Regions from separate parts of the Rattus norvegicus genome. Here region 2 is linked to region 1. A link is a contact called in public Hi-C data. All regions are on one chromosome and are shown on one strand. Each heading gives the region's core, a stretch centred on a gene start, on an enhancer-like site or on the middle of the called end of the contact. The rest is flanking DNA. Distances are from core to core; before and after follow the strand shown. Region 1 has its middle 180 kb from the start of Arhgap12. Region 2 holds the start of Zfp438 (zinc finger protein 438).

What was found. A called contact is a pair of places that touch in the nucleus more often than the background predicts.
Region 2: a Hi-C map of mammary epithelial cells shows a contact between it and region 1, with 2.2 times the contacts expected there. The contact joins the promoter of Zfp438 here to the enhancer-like site in region 1. A contact is called at or near these places in 1 of 12 Hi-C or Micro-C datasets (mammary epithelial cells) and 1 of 1 datasets of contacts at active chromatin or transcription factors (oligodendrocytes).

What each region holds. Positions count from the first base shown.
Region 1 is chr17:56,459,980-56,464,653 of GRCr8, forward strand. No RefSeq gene overlaps it. Among named protein-coding and RNA genes, the nearest start is that of Arhgap12, 180 kb to the left of the region's middle. Within about 2 kb of position 2,447, at least 75 of the 93 cell types and tissues checked have an H3K27ac peak or open chromatin away from gene starts, as enhancers often do.
Region 2 is chr17:57,119,542-57,124,215 of GRCr8, forward strand. Zfp438 (zinc finger protein 438) reads left to right here and starts at 2,096. Exons shown (of 5, transcript NM_001107358.1): 1 at 2,096-2,190. It overlaps LOC108348574 (a long non-coding RNA gene), which reads right to left and starts at 2,056. Exons shown (of 3, transcript XR_001841939.3): 1 at 1,943-2,056.

The DNA.
Region 1 (4,674 bases), core at 1,197-3,696:
AGGAGCCAGTATAGGAGGAAAACCTCTTCTTTGTTAAAATTTATCAATGGTCAGACTGGTGAGTCTTTGAAAGACCCCAGACTCATAACAATGCTGTGACCACTGACCACACAACAGTCATTTCTTGTGAACATCAGCTTCGTCCCAGCTTGGACCAAGGCAATGGCTCTTTCAAAGAAGACTCCATCCTTACATCTAATTACAAAAGTCCGCAAAGCCCTTCCGCATCATTTCTGAACTCTGCACTTTTCCAGCTGAAGGCTTCACACTGTTCCTGCACTGGGAGCCCTGACTGCAGCTCTCAGGCTCCATGGAACACAGTGAGTGCTCTTACTGTCCAGTGCCAGCACCAGGGGTGGCAGAAGTATTGATTAAATGAAGGAAGGTGCCAGTCACTGATGGAGTGCACTGTCTTTGAACATAGTGGGGGAAGATTCTGAACTCTGACGAATTGGGGGAAGACTGAAATGCATTTGGCCATTTTTCTTTTTTCCTCTCCTCATCAGGAGGGATATAAATTTAAGCTGACTAGCCCAGTGGACTAGAGAGGACAGCTGTGATTCCCTAGGGAGTGGAACTCAGTCCTGGTCTCGGCTGGAGGACTCTCAGGAATATGCATAAGATCCACTGTTATCTCTGTTGCTGCCACAACTATGAGCGTGTGGCCTCTTACAAGTTTCTTGGCTGGACCAATCCCAGAAACCTCTCCAGATAAAGGCTGGGCCCTAAGTGGGGAGAGAGCTGGGAAACCATCTCTGGTAATGAGGAAGTTACAGCGTTCAAAGATGTTTCAGGCCCCTGATTTGCAGGTGGTTACGCAAATAGGCGTTGCCAATTATTTCAGATGAGGGATCTGAGCCACCCTCATCCCAAGGAGGAGAGGGGAAATCCAAGTCCTATTTGTTGCCACCACCCTTATGTTGCGAGTCAACCCTTATGCACTAATACTGAGAAACCTCATGTGTACCCTCACCAAGTGTGCGCATGCGTGTGTGTGTGTGTGTGTGTGTGTGTGTGTGAGTCAACTTTCCAGGTAGGTTCATCCAGGCTGTTCTGGATGTTCTGTCTCCTCAGCAGGCAGACTCCTGTGGGCAAGTACTTTTTGTGAAAGTGGAAAATGCCTACAGCATTTGAGGAGGCCATGGTGGTTCTATAAAAACTTGGTGCTGGGTCAGAGGAGGTTGCCCAAGGATCAGGGATGAAATTGTCTTGGTGTGGTGCAATGCAGAAGAAACTCATCCCTGGATGGCTGCCAGGTCTTATGGGCACCAAACCTGGCAGATGCTTGTCATTTGGGAAAGAGACTCTGGCCACCGGTCAGGGTGCTGCCAACCTAAAGCTTTGAAACTTGATGGAACCTGTGGGCAAATCCTTCAGAGTCAAAGCCTGCCAGCTACAGAGCCACTCGTATAGTGTAGCAGAAATGTGTATCTGGGCTCTTTTAAATGTTGCCTTTTTTTTTTTTTCTGGAGCTGAGGACCGAACCCAGGGCCTTGCTCTTGCTAGGCAAGCGCTCTACCACTGAGCTAAATCCCCAACCCCTAAATGTTACTTTTTAAAGTTGCATTTTTTTTTTTTTGGTTCTTTTTTTAAAGTTGCATTTTAATTGAATTTTCGGGAGGCACAATGTACAAGTGATCAGAGAACAGCTTGCAGGAGTCTGTTCTCTCCTTCCATCATGTCAGATCCAGGAGCCAAACTTAAATAGGCAGGCTAATCAGCAAGTGCCTTACTGGCTGAGCCACTCACAGGCCTTCTCTGTGCACGCACAGTTGGGTGTCGTCGCACAAGTCTTATCACATCTCTGAGCCTCCTACTCACTCACCTCTGAAGCCTAGGGGTTGGACTAGATGACATCCCATCAATCCTCAGCCCTTGTTCCATATCTCCTTGGCTTGGATGAGAAATCCATCTCCCTTGCAGATTAAAAATCTATTGATTTTCCCTCTTTGGCAAAGGGGAATGAGACAGCGATTTCTCTCCCTACAGAGATAAATAAATGGTTCAGCTCCCCTCAGGATGGAATGCCAAACAGCCCTGTTTTAGAAATCTGGAGTTGATTCGTACATATGGTTTTAAGACAGGACTTCTCTGTATCCCTGGCTGTCTTGGAACTCCCTTTGTAGACTAGCCTGCCTCTGCTTCCCAGGAGTTGGTAGTAAAGGCTTGGTTCTTCTAATTAGAATCCCCAGATTCGGGGATAAGCTAGTGCTGGAAGCCTAGTTTGACGGTTCTTTGTCACCGGCACTTTTCAGGGCTGGTTATTGGGGCCCTGGCAATCGCAACGCTTCCTCCACTTACATGGTTAAGCAATGCTGTCACTTTTGGCTTCTCTGGCTGCAGCTTGCATTAATCTCAATAAAGACTAGTTTCTCTAGCAGAGCACAGCTTCGGCCACGAGGCGTCTCTCCACCCTTTGTAAGGTGGTGGGAAGAGGATTGGTGGCCTCGTGGAGCGCCGGGGTCGGTGGCCAATGGGGACAACGGGGAGGAGGAGCAGCTTAGGGGAGGAGTCAGAGCTCGCGAATCAATGAACGGCCGGATGGCCCGCCCCAGCTGCGAACCGCAGCTACCGCTGTGTGCAGTGTGGTTACAACCAGACCAAGCTCTACCGCGGGCTACCCTGGAAGAGGCCCGAGAGGGAGGGACGAACCCTGCGTCCTGTCTGCCTGTGTGCAGCGCACTCGGACCTCTGGTGGCTGAGCAAAGCCACTCTACCCTGGACGAGGACCAGTCACCACCCACCTGGACGGCCACGCAGGCGCACCTGCTACACCAGGGTCTAGCGCTCAGTATGGGAGCCGCGGGGCCCCGCCTATCACCCACTGCCCCACCCTGGCCTGTCTGAGAAATGTGGAGACTCCCAGGGGCGTGCTGCTAAGTCCCCTGTGGCGGGACTCTTTTACTTTCAGGTGGCATCTGCTCCTGCACTCTCCAGCGGGACCCAGGGGCTCAAAGCAAGCTATAACTGCTACCTTTCCCTTTTTTGCGTTCCTTTGGTCTATATTTATGACCTTCCTGTCTTTCCAGACTACACAACCCTTCTGCTGTCTGTCCTGACCCCTCCGCCCCCCCACGGCCCGCCCCAGACAGCATCTACTTTCTGGTCTGTAGATTCTAGTGTAGAAAATGAGGCAGCCAGTACAAATTCACCCCTTGTGCAGAGGTTAAAGTCCTCTCTCCTGAAGTGAATACAATTATTCCTACCCAGGACCATCTCCAGTCTTAGCACTGCCTTTAGATTTCACGATTGTTCACTTTATCCTTGCCCATCTTTAGTGGTCATGCAGGCCAACTACAAGTTTCACCAAGCAGAATGTGGATCTATTTGAAATACATATATTTTGCTGTCTTGAGGGGTTGTGTATGAAGGGACAGGAACGCCACTGACGGTATCTCTTTCAGGCTAGGCTGTGAACCTTTCACAAAACAGCGCCTCCTCTATTTCTATCCATGAAAAACAATTCGTTCTCACAAATATTTGTGTTCACAAAAATTGTGAACTCCCCTGGGAGTTGCGGTCACAAGGTCCCTGTCTGTACAATCTGAAGTGTTGGGCAGGCTCAGAGAGGCCTCCGTTTCCCTCAGTGCCTGCCTACTTAGAAGATCCAGCCTGATTCTGGACATTATATGCTTTGTGGAACACCCTGGGAAAGTCTGAGAGAAATGGGGTTCATTTGTAGTGACTGTGTGTGTGCTTCTGCTGATGCAGCAAAATGCCCAGGAAGATGAAAAAGAGGAAGGTCTGTCTGGGCTCAGGGTTTCAGGCCGTGGTACCTGGGCTCCAGTGCTTGGGGCCTTGGTGTGAAGCAGAAGACCATGGCAGGAATCCAGTGGATGATCGAAGCTGATCCTGGCTTTTTGGCAGTAGTAAGAAAGAGAGAGAGAGGAAGCTAGGGCTCCAGTATCCCTTTTAAGGGTTCATCTCCAGTGACTTAACTTCCTTTTAATAGGCCTATGTAGTTACTTTGTCATTATTTTGACCAAATACCAGACAGAACAAACTTATGGTAGGAAAGATTTCCTTTACCCCACAGTTTCAGAGGGCTCAGTCCATCAGAACAAAGTGGTTTATGTTGGGGAAACTGAGGTTAGATGGCAATGCCTGGCAGGGTGAGCATGGTCTCCCAACAGTTAGATGTGCCTCACCAATCTCTTAGGTCATTTATAATGTAGTCACATTAATAATGAAGGCAAACTGTTCTGAAGCCTCATTCCTAAAGATTCCAGCATCTCCCAGTGCTGCCTTTGACACAGAAGCAATGATGATCCAAACTGTAGCAGCCAGCGGGAATGAAGGGGAAGCTGGTCCAGGCCAGTGTCTGTAGCAGCTGAATCCTGTTTGGGATTTGTCCCAAATGCCATGATAACCTCACATAAAGCACCAAGATAATTTGGAGAGCTGTGTTTTTTCTCTGTTAAATTAGGACTGGCCATGTCTGGCCAAGAAAATGGTGGAGGAAACAGGCCAGGAGCAACTTGCCAGAAGACTTGACAAATAGGGCTGAGTCTGAATCAGGCAGATCTGAAATTGCAATTAGTGTGGAAATGAAGATCTTTTCAGAAAGGAAAGTGGCCCCAGAGCATGTTCCTATTGTCTGTCCTATCTCCTGGCTCCCACCCAGGCATCCCTGAGACAGCCCCTTGGCTCAGAGTTCTGTAAATACCCAGCCCA
Region 2 (4,674 bases), core at 846-3,345, 660 kb after region 1:
AGATTGGGGTTACTAAATCCAGTTTTAAGTAGATTCTTAAGATTTGAACTCAGGTCCTTATACTTATTCAGTAAGCAAGCTTTTTACCCACTGAGCCATCTCCACAGTCCCACACACATATTTTTAGAGACCTGCACTTTCATGCAAGAAAGAAATAAATGTGTTAAACAAAAGACAGAGAAGGGAACTTGAAGTACACACTAACTATGTTAAATATCTCTGATGGGAGATACATTCACCTGTGAAAGATGGCATTACAGAATATACTTGCACAGAAGCTCAGTCACATTTGGTGGAGCTTCTGTAATGAACTTGAATTTGGTGTAAGTGAGCAAGGAGAAGCTAGCATGGAAGTATTTCCTGTAGAGAGAGGAGCTGCGCACAGAGCTGCCTTTAGACAATAGATGCCTGTACTGTCCAGATTTGACACTCAGAACGCTAAGGCACTCCACCCTGAGTCTTGGGGGTGTCGGTCTATTCACCATGCGCTATACTAAAACCTATACTGAAAACGTTTAACACATTTGCTATATAATATTTCCACTCTGAAAAAAATTACATATGACATTTGCCTGTGGGAGAATCTCAGGTAATAATTAGAAGATTACTTTAGAAAATTCATGTTTTGAGAAATGATATTGAAGACTTATAAACATGTGAATAATGAAAACACAGTATATTAAGATTGTTCTTGATGAAAAATAAATACAATGTAAAGATATGTGTAAGTTTTAAAATGATATTTTTTCTACATTGTTGCACAAAATAAAAGTCTTGTTAAAATTATGTACAGACTACAAATTTATCTGATGTCATTTGATAAGAATCAAAAGAGTACATGGTATTTAAGTGCACAGATTAAGTTCTTTCAAAATGAATTATGTATATTTTCCTGGAATACATTATTGTTGTACTTCACTTTTTTGAGGCAGGAGCTCTTTGGTCCAGACTGTCCTGGAACTCTCTTAGGCTGGCATGGAACTCAACTCTCCTCCTGTCTTAGTGAAGTGTATTTTCAACCAGCTCTCGTCTCTGGTTAAAAGCTACCATTTTCCTGCCATTACTCCCAAGGTAAAGTGTAAACAAATCATTGTTTAGATTTAGATACAGGAACTCTCAGGCGAAATCCCTGACCTGGCCTTTTGCCTATAAATTATATCCTGAATTATACTGAATTATGAATATACAAATTATACTCAGTATATCCTCTTCTAAGACTAGTTCCAACACAGTTTGAAATGCTTTTTTTTTTTAAATAAGGTTTTCAGTCTAAAGGAGTAATGTGGGGCTCCTAGGAAGCAGATTTCAAGTCTTCAGATTCTGTGGTCCACTCTGTCTTCACTTTCTTTGCAGTGGTCTTTTATCCAGAGCTGGACTTAAAACAGCTAACTTTCCTGGAAAGTTTCACAGGTCACTTGTTAAACTTAACAGGTGACTTGCAAAAGGTTTCCTGGGGCCAAAAAGGGAAAGGCAGTAGAAGAGTAGAAGATGCTCCCTTCAGCAATAGGCAGCAAGAACCTCACGGAGGGCGGGGCCGCTCTGCAGCAGGAGACCGCGAAATGTCGGAGCCGGAAGGGCGGGTCTCGGGGGCGTGGCCTAGCCGGGTGTCGGCCGGCCTGGCAAAGGCGGGGCTTTCAGTGGTTGGTCTGGAGGGGCGTGGTCCACTCTTAGTGGGCGTGTCTCTCCGGGCGCGGGCGGGCGGGAGTGGCTGGGTCGGGGCAGAAGTGAGACAGCGCAAAGGACCATGGGAAAGGTGCCCCTATGACCCCGGCGGAGAACAGTGTCTGTTACCAAACGTGTAGCAGTTTTAGTGAACAGGTGAGGGGACGGAAGGCAGTATCTGAGGAAAAACTACGTAAGAACCCTTTCGCCGGCCCTAAGCCCGGGCGAGAACTTGATTTGATCCCGTGGTCTCTCCCTTTCTGTCAATCGACCCCCCTACCTTCTCGCCTCTGGGGCTCTGTGAAGATGGTGAAGAGTGGCAGACTAAGTACGCCAGCCTGCGAAGCTCACAGGCACAAGGCAGTTGGCCGTGTGCGCTTGCGCGCCGGTCGAGGCAGGGCGGGATGGGGCGTCTCCCGCCGCGTGCTGGAGGCGGGGCCTAGGCTGGAGCGCCGCGCCCGCCGGCTGACCTCGTTGAAGCCGGCCCGTGACGTCACCCCGCCGTGACGCGTACGCAGTAGGAAAACTGTAAGTTTGGCGAGGATCCTGCGGCTGCCTGGCTTGCGGGGCTCGCGGGGCCTGCGGGCTGCTCGCTGTCGCGGTCCCGGTGTTGATCGCGGGCACCGGGAAGCCTCGGGACACACGGGAGCTGCCGAGCGTGACGCCGGGCTGGTGGCCGCCCCAAGTGGGAGCGCGCCCTCCCGGCAGCACCAGCTTATGGAGGCGAGGCTGTTCCAGAGCCTGGCCGGCTCTTTTCCCACCGGCCTGTGACAGCCAAGAGCGGGCGACTAAGGCCTGGGAACCGGGAACTGGCGAGGCCCTCCTTAAAATTCTTTGATAAAAGAGATGGGATTTCCAGAGTCCATTCTCATCTTCCAGTAGGACATGCTTGGTCAGTCTGGGATGGAGAACCCCTTCGAAGACTAGCTGCCCAGTGTTCACCTTTCCTTGGGATCCTGCAAATGCCCAGGTCTCTGATGACAAATTACATCCTGTGTTGCCTTGCCTCAAGCCTTCTTTATTTTCATTTCCAAAGGACCGAAATGTCTTGAAACCCTGTGAGCTAAACTAAGCTATGTTATCCTACACAACGGTTAAGACAACATTTATTATTCTGAGGAGTGTGGTAACTTGTATGTAAGGATCTTTCTCATGGCTTTACCTCCCACACACACCTACCCCAACCCATTGGATCATGACTTTTGAACCTGAAGATATCTCAGCTACAGTAATAGTTGATCAGGAATCAATAAATAACTGGTATCACTATCACAGAGATCTTGGCAATACTTGTTCCCCTGGTCTGGCTATTACAGAAAAGTGTTTTTAGCAACCCAGAACTAATATACTCAACACAAATGCGTAGATTCAGCTTGTCTGCCTGTATGGTTTAAAAATCTTGCCTTCAGATGAATGAGTTAGTTATAACATTGTAACACTTCTCCAACTCTGGTACAGTACTTCTCAGGAACGTTGAAGGGAATATACACACCCTAGGATGGACTTATATAGTAGATTAATTAAGAGGCCACATTTTTGTGACTTCAGTGGAGAGTGTTAATATTCTTACAGAGGACCGACCCCTTGAATAAAAGCAGGACTTCTAAGTTTTGTTCTCCTGTTAGTAGTTTTCCAAAGACAAGTTGCCTAAGTCTTAGAACTGTTTTTAAAAGTCTGTCTCTAACCTGGGAGATGATAGTATAGCTTTTGTTAACATTTACAAGGATCAGATGAGACTTTGAGGGAGAGCAGCTTTCTAAGTATGGCATTGTTGTTTGCATCAGACCCTATCCATGAATCAGACCTGGAAAGAACTCTGTCTCAGGACAGTGGAGAAGTAGACACAAACAATGGGCACACAAAGTTGTTTGTGTGTGGGGAGGGGATGTTGGCTTGTTCTAGGGTGGGATAGGAGCACATGAGGAGCATAAGTGGTGGCATTCAAGCTCCCTGGGAGGCCAAGGCAGGAGAAACACAGTTCAAGAACTGCTGTGATTTCAGATGGAGTCTAGGGCCCACCTGGGTAGAAATAGGACTGGGGAATATATAGCTAGTGGTAGAGCTCCTACCCTGGCTTCAGTCTCTCTTTGGGTGTGGTGGATGGAGACAGGATAACCATCTGGCCTATGAAGCTTACCATATACAAGGTACAGTTCTAAACACTGAATCTTTTTAGCTAAGAAAAATACCTTTGTTTTTGTAGATTAGGAAACTGGCACACATGTTAGATGTGTACTCAAGCTAAAAGCTTAAGAGACTCAGAGTCTTGCATATTTTTAAATTTACATTAGGTTTATTTGGCATTGTTGTCATTTTTTTACCATTTGAATTTAGGTCATCTGATTTAAGAGGCTGTGTTCCAAATGACTATTCTGTCTCAGAGCATGGTAAGGATGGAGAAAGAAAGTGTTGGTCTGTAACCTTGAACATCCGATAGGCTCTGGGAGGTCTTGGAGTCTGTGGCAAAGTAGACATTTTACTCTGAAGTTAATGGAAAGCCCCAAGACAGTTTGTGTCATAGGCCTGGCATCTGTTTTCTACTCTACTCTATGGAGAATTAACTGTAGAGTCATAGAGTGGTGGAGGTGTCCTGAAAATGGGGGTTGGAAGGGAGGTGTTGCTGTGCTGTACTGAGAAGGGATATGGTGTGGTACCTGAGGCTGGTGGAGGCAGTTGGGGAGGTGACATTAAGAGGTGAAACTCATAGACTACTGACAGGACTTACTGATGCCCCAGGGATGCTAAGGAAAGGAGAAGGAATGGCTCTCAGGGTTGGGGTGGAAGAACTAGAATAGTGGTGCTGTGTTCTGAGATGAGAGGTTGGGAAGAGAAGTAAAAGTCTAGTTCTTAGGTTTTAGATGCTCATTAGATGTAGTAATATGAGTGATAGTAACAATAGTAATTAGCATAATGAATATATAAACTATATTTCTGGCAAGGTTTTAAGTATTTTTACATATATTCACTTAATCCCTAAAAGAGTTTTATGTCCTAAGAACTTACTGTTTACAT